Regions from separate parts of the Hordeum vulgare genome. Here region 1 is linked to region 2. Evidence: chromatin contacts called from public Hi-C data. All regions are on one chromosome and are shown on one strand. The core of a region is the stretch at or near the end of the contact, and the rest is flanking DNA. Distances in the headings are between cores, read along the strand shown.

Region 1 (4,262 bases), core at 496-2,995, 280 kb before region 2:
TGTACATTCCCTACATACCTAGTTGTCACAACATCGCGAATCAAATCAGATTCCAGGAAACAATCGATAAAAAATCAAGATCGATAGCATAGAACCATATTTAATAATGGTTTAATAATAACTAAAGAATGAAATAAATTAGCAACAGATTCGACGGTAAATTATGCATGATCTAAATTTTACCATGGGTTGTTATGCTATCCGTTTGAAAAATTCATCTTGGAATTCCACATTGATTTTAAAATTAAACCACAGTTGCATGACTAAAAGAGGAGAAGGACTAAGCTAAAAATCATATGGAGGTGAAAACACAAAAGAACACCGAAAGCACTCACACACTGCGACATGTGGATGGATCAAACCCAGGTGGGAGATTGCCATTTGAAACAGGCTCCATCTGCAAAATGTAAAAATAAAAAAAATAAAAAGAAGATACATGCTGGTGCCGAAACTTGTTGAGGAGCAAAGAGAAATAAATAACATATAAAAGATAATGAAATTAAACTCGATGCAATAGGAACAAAAAACGAGTTCTCCAAAGTCATGTTTATGCCATTATAATAATGACTCAAGTGCTGTGTTACATCCAAGCATCTCTCTCTCTCTCCCTCTCACCCTATGTTTCAACTGTCTGCTAGAGCTATGCGTATGCAGCATTGATCTCACATCGATTTAACAACCCGTGAGCAACAATCAATGTATCATGAATAGGCCAATATAATTGGCAAGCTTTATACAGATGGTGACAGCAGTAGCCCTTGCTCTTAAGAGTATAGAGACACAGAAAGCAATTTTAATTTAAAACTCGGTATTCATTGTGTCACAAAGAATCCTCACTCAAACGCAGACTACAATCTTCAAGGTCCATACCAAGATCGACATGCAATACAGCTATCACACGTGCATACAAATAACAGATGCGAAGCATAGCCTGAACAGATAACGAGGCAAGGAGCATATGAAAACAAAAACAAGGAAATGTAACCGAAAGCCTTGAAAACTTCTATTGTCCAATTACATCGCATCTACCCAACCAATGTGCTTCGAATACCAACAGCAATGGAGCAATGTTCCAACCAACCGGAGGACAACAAGACATGCGCCACCATGCAAATGCAACTCAGATGGCAATAGCAGCTGCTCCATTCCACGGAAGAAACTCAGCCATCAAGCCAAAAAGTCGCTAACGAACAACACACACCTACCCCCAACAACTGGAGAAGAAATGGGGGAACGCACCAAGCAAACAACAATATTCCGCGCTGACGGACAGATCGGCGTGCATTGCTGCGTCTGAATGCACGAGCAAACAAATAGATCAGGAACCGAGGAAATAGAGGGCGACCTGAGTCATGGCCGCGGCGGCCGCGGCGGCGAGGACACCGGACTGATACTGCTGCTGCTGCAGCGCCTGCTGCATCAGGAGGGCCTGCTGCTGTTGCTGCTGCTGCTGCCGGAGCCTCTGCTGCTGCTGCTGTTGCTGCTGGCTCGCGCCGGCGCCATTCATCTCCTCCGACTCCGACCGGATCGAGACACCGGGGGACCGAGGGCCCGCGCGAACCGATCGACGGATCGGCGGATTGGATCCAACAGATCAATAGATTTGGCGGCGAATTTCTCGTGGCGGATCGAGCAGGGGAACGGAGGAAGAGGAGGTGAGATTTTTCCTCGTATTTTCTCTCTCTCGCTCTCGCTCTCTCTCCTCTTTTTTCTCCCTCTGTTTTCCTCCTCGTCGGACTCCAATGGAGATTAGGGAGGGTGGAGGGGCAGTATGGGGATTTTCACCTATCCAGGGGAGATGACGTGGACTTTTGTGTGTGGCTCCCCAATCCCATGGCTCAGTGACAGGTGGACCCGGTGATCCTGCCTCCCAACTGCCTGCTAGGATTTGGGTCGCTTTTTCAAATATAAACACGGATATGATCATATGATAATGGTTCTTGTGCCTGTTTTGCCCAAATATCATGCATAATCTGTGCTCCCACATCAGGAGCTGTTTTACGGTGATTGGGTTAACATTCGGCCCTGTTTGAAACCATAATAGATTATAATAATCTGGATTATGAAGATATATTATATAATCTGGTTTATAAAAATAATCTAGGTGGACATGTTTGGAGGTTAGATTATATAAACTGTAATCCAGGTTTTACATTGCATAATGACATGTCTGTTCTTTGTTTTTTTTTTAAAGAGGAGGGTGGCGGTGGTAGAAATTTAATTGTCTCCAACTTTATAAGGGTAATGGGTCATTAGCAATCCATAATCTGATTTTAGCTGTTATAGAGTAGATTATGAGTTTTTAATAATTTATCCATCCAGTTTTTATAATCTACACCATAATTTGTCCTGTTTGGGGACAGAATAGATTATAAAAACTGGATTATATAATCTGGGTGGTTCCAAAGAGGGCCTTACTTCTCTGATTTTTATTAGCCGTCCGATCTTGTGGAAAATTAAAATTAATTAAATTCAATATGTTAATTTTGGGAAGGGCATAATGGTTCAGGAGGAAATATCTTTTCTTGAACCGATCACCTCAGGACCAGATCCACGTCTACTTGATCCAGTTCAAGGTCTTCGTTTGATCTATTCCTCGTCGTCGTGCTCGTGACCTTCACCGTCCCCGACATGCCCCGTGAGAGGAATAAATTCATCGTCCTCGTCCTCCACCCCACCAACCCCAACCACCACCCCTCCCCCCACCCCATACTGTCACTGTCCTCGACGTGCCCCGTGAGGAGAAAAAGAAGAAGGCTGCATCTGCGTCGGTTGAACCGACGGTGATGGCGACACGTGATCCCGTCTCTTCCCGCCTACCATCCTTAAGATATGAATCCGGCTTGGATCCGTAGGATCGTTTTGCTCGTTCTCTTGGCCCTTGCACCCATCCACCGTGCATGCACTAGCACATCAACCCTACATGATTATGTAATTTAGCAGTATTTGCCATGCGAAATATGCACTCACAAGAACAACGAATGGAAAGCTTCGTCGTGGCATAGTTTTCCTTGAGCTAATCGCATCATGTGTGTTTAACTAACATGATGAGGCCATTGCTTACTCCCTTTAGAATCAAAAAAAGTGATTTACTTGACGTTTGAGATGAAAGCTTCATCATGATGTTGGAGGTTTGCTTGCATATGGAAAGAAGACGAGATACTGGTTCGTCCTTCCTACTTAGTTTAGTTTTTATTCTAGCCTTTATCACTTTAGGTTTCCATAGTGAATGCAATATAGTTTATTCTAGTCATCATCCATGCTAGGATAGTACTTCTTGGACGTTGATGATCGGTTGCCCTCACACGTCAAACGAGCAAAGTCTTTTCCATGCACTTGTTTTTTTTCTATGAGCTATTTTACACCTGCAACATTGATAAACACCAAGTGTTAATTTTGTATGTTATATGCAGGAAGACACGACGGATGTAAGTGATGAGTGTATGACGGGGGGATAACCCCAGGGTAGGCTCAACAAGCATACTCCTTCACCTTCGGGCAAGGCATGGGACAAATGTTTTCTCGCACGCCTGCTCCTCTTGGTCGGATGCGGGACCCGTGCCGGCTCGGGTTCCTCCCAGCCGAATGCGCAACTCGCGCCGGCTAGAACTCGATGAATCGCCACCCGGCTCGATAGCCACCCACTGGCCGGGTGGTGATCACCCGTCGCATCAACTCGACTGATGCGACCGGTACCCATGACTAAGGACGGGATGGCATTAGCATTGGTATGGCGGAGTGGCGAGCTCGTGGCTACAATATCGGCGACCGTACTGCTGACCCGCATAGTGTCGGCATGCCTCCACCCACTCCATTACCTGCCCTAGCGTGGCTACAGTGGGCCCGGCCGTACCGCTGACCACGCCGGGTCCCGCGCCGACGACGACCATAGTGCGGCATGCGCCGTGCCAGATGGACACGCTCCAATCCCGTCGGCCAGCCGGCGGGCCTCAGCACCCGACGGGACCCTGCAGCTGGCGGACCCCGTAGGCGACAAGAATGCTTAGTCGTGGGACCCTCTGGCCGGCCTGAGAGGCTGCCAGTCGGGTCCCCCTATGTACCTTATATCATTATTGTATGCCGGGGATTCGTCTATAAAACCCCCTGGCCCTCCTCCATGCACAGAGTCAGCCATTCCCACACACGTACTCGCATAAACACAGGAGAGGTAGAACGCGAGCCGGCTGCTCCTTCTTCCTCCTTTGTCAAACAGCTCAAGGTGCAACCTGTAAACAATTTGGTTCATCGACCATCCCGGCAGG
Region 2 (4,043 bases), core at 868-3,367:
CTGAGCCGCCAGAAGGAGTGGGCAAGAGCAGCGGAGCACTCGAGCGAGAGGGGGTCGGTGCAGCAGGTGGCGTAGAAAAAGTCCGAGCAGCGAGCACCGAGGGAACCTCCAGCAAACCAGCACCACGTAAGCGAGTCTCCTCAGCACGAATCTCAAAAAGCGCCTCCACGAGAGAAATACGGCCACGAGCAAACAACTGAGCACGCCGAGGCTCAAACTCCTTACGGAGCCTAGACAGGAACTCGTAGACGCGATGAAACTCCAAATCGGCTTGGACAGCCTGGCAACAGGAGCAACTACGACAACCAGCACTGCGGAGAGAATCAAGCTGGCGCCAGATAGCAGAACTCTGTGCATAGAAGTCATCAATAGTAGAGTCACCCTGCTGAAGAACATGCTCCTGACGAACTACAGAGAGATATAAGGCATCACCAGAGGGCTCATAGCACTGACGAAGGTGAGTCCACATCTCAAAGACAGTAGGAAGGCCCAGAAACTCAGAGGCAAACTGAGGCAGAACACTGGCAGTGAGAACAGCTGCAGCACGGGCATCATCATCAAGCCACTGGGTGTAAACAGACAGAGCACCATGATACACCTGAAGAGCCTCCTCATAGATCAAAACCTTCTCATCATAAGCACGAATAGCAGCCTCATCAGCAACCTTAGCCGCATCCTTCGTAGCCTGAGGAGCATCCGCAGGAAGAACCGGTGGAGTCGGAGGAGTGGGAGCCACAGGAGGAACCGGACATGGCAGACAACAGATCTCGCCAGAGAGAACTCCCCAGAGAGGGATGCCACGCATGTGAATGCGCATGAAGCCAGTGAACTCGGTGTAGTTAGTTCCATCGAAGATCACCGAACAGCGAGGGACACCAACATAGCCAGATGCAGTAGACATGTTTTTATTTTTAATTTATTTTATTTTTCTGGAAAGGAAGTCAGTCAACGGATCGGGAACCGCGTCGACTGGAACCGTGAGAGCCGATCTGCAAACCGCGTCGGCAGGAACTGCTAGAGCCGATCCTGGAACTGCTAGAGTCTGGGCGGCGTTCCTCGTGGGAGTGCGTCCCGCGGCGAACCTGGAACTGCTAAGCGGGAGTGCGTCCCGCGGATTCTGGCGGCGCTCCCGCGGATCCTGGCGCGCGCGTGAAGCGGATCGGGGTGCAGCGAGCGGTTCCGGGCGGCGCCTGGCGATTGGCGCCTGATCCAGCAGTCGAGGTGGCGTTCCCGTGGGTGGTTGGAGATCCGCGGCAGCAGCCCGATTCGGCAGCAGCCCGATCCGCGGTAGCAGGCTAATCCAGCAGCACGTTCCGCGCCTGATCCGGCGAGAGGGTTGTTTAGCGGCGGGATCGGGCCTGAAAGAAGGAGCGGCAGCAACAGAATTCCTCCTGGGACGATGACAGCTCTGCAGATCGGGTCAAGGGAACCGAGATGTGTTCCAGCGGGACCAGACAAGAGCACGAGACGCCTCGCCAAGGGAGCAACGACGGCTGTGGGTTGGGATCGAGAGGAGCATTCGTTGCGCGTGCTAAAAAAAACCTAAGCTCTAATACCATGTTAGGAAAGCAACTTGTATTATCATGAGGCCATAGGCCAGTATATATACATGTACATGTGGTGGACTATATGCAAGAAACCCCTTATATATTGGGATAAATACAAAAAGGTACATGACTTATATTATAACTCTAACATTATTTATATAAGAGGACATGCAAAAAAGCTTTTGATATTGCAATGAACCTGGTTCAAAGAAGATAAGCAATTTTGGATTATTTGACTGAACCGGGCATGCAAGAATAATATCTTAATCTCTAATTAGAACACATGCATACCCTAGCAGCGGTTGTGTTGGGGAGGAGCTGCAGCTGCTTGTCCATGGAGCAGCCGGAAACCCTAGTACGGCGCGCGAGCGGTGGTGGCGGGGAAGACCGAATCCATATGGTGGAAGTGGTAAATCAGCCCGTGGTCGTGGCCGTGCTAGGCGGCGGCCGGAGTGGCGGACCGCGACGGAATCTGACGCCGGCTGTGCGAGAGAAAGGGGATGGGAGGCGGCGGGGGAGAGGCTGAGAGCTGCGACCGGGAGACGCAGAGAGCGACGGGTTTCAACTTTCAATATACGAAACAATATCAATATATTATATTAACCACTGAAGGAGTACATGTGACGAGGACGGTGCGGTAGCCCAGTGGTTGGGTTCACGTTGGTGTGCCCAGCTTCCAGAGTTCGACTCCTGTGTTGGGTTATCTGGGATTCTCACTAAGTAGGTGCTCGGGGATATGCCAGCTAGTCTTGTCAAAAATATTTGTTTCCTCACCTGTTTTGCAAAATTTCACCGATTTTTTTTCTCACCACTTCTACAAATTTCATGGCTAAGGAGACATATCTATCATTTATTCGTCATCATTGCGGGGCAAAAAAATTTGCTCACATATTTTGAAAGGCATCAACAAAAAGAAATAGATTACCACCTAATCATCATTGTGGACAAAAAGAAAACAAATTGTCATCTAATCATCGTTGCGAAAAAAAATAGATTGTCACCTATTCATCGTTGCGGGTCAAAAAAACAGACTGTCACCTAATCAACGTAGCATGAACCAAAAGGAAAATTTTGTCACCTATTCTGCAAATATATGGACTAACAAGACGCATTTATCATCCGTTCCATCATTGAGGGGGCAAAAACATTTTGCCACATATTCTAAAAGGCATCGAGAGAAAAATAGATTGTCACCTAATCATCGTTGCCCAACCAAAAGGGAAAAATTGTCACTATCTTGCAAATGTCTGGCTAACGAGGCGCATTTATCATCAGTTCACCACCATCATTGAGGGCAAAAACATTTTGCCACATATTCTAAAAGGCATCAAGAAAAAAAATAGTCATATATACCTACTAATAAAAGAAATAGGTATTCTTAGTCCGTTATATTTTTTTTGTAGAGACCTCCCTCAAGTTTTCTGGTATCAACTCGCAGTACATATTAATTGATTCTTTGAAAATTCATATCTTTTTAACGCTCACTCTAAATTTAACATGTTATATATGAAATTTGATTAGAACAATATGTAGAATCTGAATATGATATTATTTTACGTGTTAACCATTTAAAAAATGCTATTTACGATAAAACCTTAATCGATAGCGCATGATAAGTCTTTCCTTCATATCGGTGTCGATTCGAATTGAAAATGAACACTTTGGCAAAACTAGGATGGAGAACAAAAACAATATATATAATCACGCATGCACGTCTCGTCGAAACCTCACAGGCTAATAAATTTATCATTTTATGTCGAGAGGGAGACATCTTAAGATTGACAACATTCAAACATGTTGTGATGGTGCGAACACTAAGGCCAGCGTCGACGGGCGTGGGAAGAAGGGTAAATAGAAATACAGATGGGATGTCATGTGTTGAAATAAAGGACATGGGCCTATGGTCTCAAGACTGTTAGATTAGTGTGTGTTTTTCTTACCCGTTGCAACGCACGGGCTCTTTTGCTAGTCTATTATAAAAGGCATCAATAAGAAAAATCTCCCCAAAGAGTAGGCGTCCCAATCAAACATAAAAAAGATGGGCTTGGCTACATAAATGACAACTAGAGATTTATTTTAGCCTAAAGCGAGGTCACCCAAACAACATCCCATCATTAAAAAACGCTAAAAAGAATGGATGTTGGGGTTGTTTCTTATTTATTTCCTCAAACGTTCTTGCTTGATCACAAAAACAAAGCTTAATTGGTTTCAAATGATGCAAAGGTCGGCTGAAGAACTTTTTTCTTTATACCAAGAGAAATTTATAAATCTATTATGTGGCGCGGGGTTTGGAATTTGCCACGAAGCATCAGGCACATGTTTTCCTTCTAGTTATATTGAATTGCTAGTATATTTGTTAGCTCTAACTTGCTAAGATAAAAAGGTGTACGGGAGTTATGTCATGAAATAATTGGCTAGTAGCGCAACATCATCAATGTGTGTGCTCGGTGGATAGTAGTGCTGATAAAATTTAGTGAGAGATGTCGCTTCAATTTT

The links. Hi-C and Micro-C count contacts between places; a contact is called where the count stands out from the background.
Region 1: a contact with region 2 is called in a Hi-C map of leaf, with 6 times the contacts expected there. The contact joins the promoter of LOC123411622 here to the promoter of LOC123412186 in region 2. A contact is called at or near these places in 4 of 6 Hi-C or Micro-C datasets (leaf and seedling) and 1 of 1 datasets of contacts at active chromatin or transcription factors (embryo).

Annotation. Positions count from the first base shown.
Region 1 is chr7H:187,687,453-187,691,714 of MorexV3_pseudomolecules_assembly, reverse strand. LOC123411622 (RNA-binding protein 208) reads right to left here and starts at 1,745. Exons shown (of 12, transcript XM_045104587.1): 1 at 1,346-1,745; 2 at 336-397; 3 at 1-18. The coding sequence starts at 1,507.
Region 2 is chr7H:187,404,409-187,408,451 of MorexV3_pseudomolecules_assembly, reverse strand. LOC123412186 reads right to left here and starts at 2,117. Exons shown (of 4, transcript XR_006613437.1): 1 at 1,839-2,117.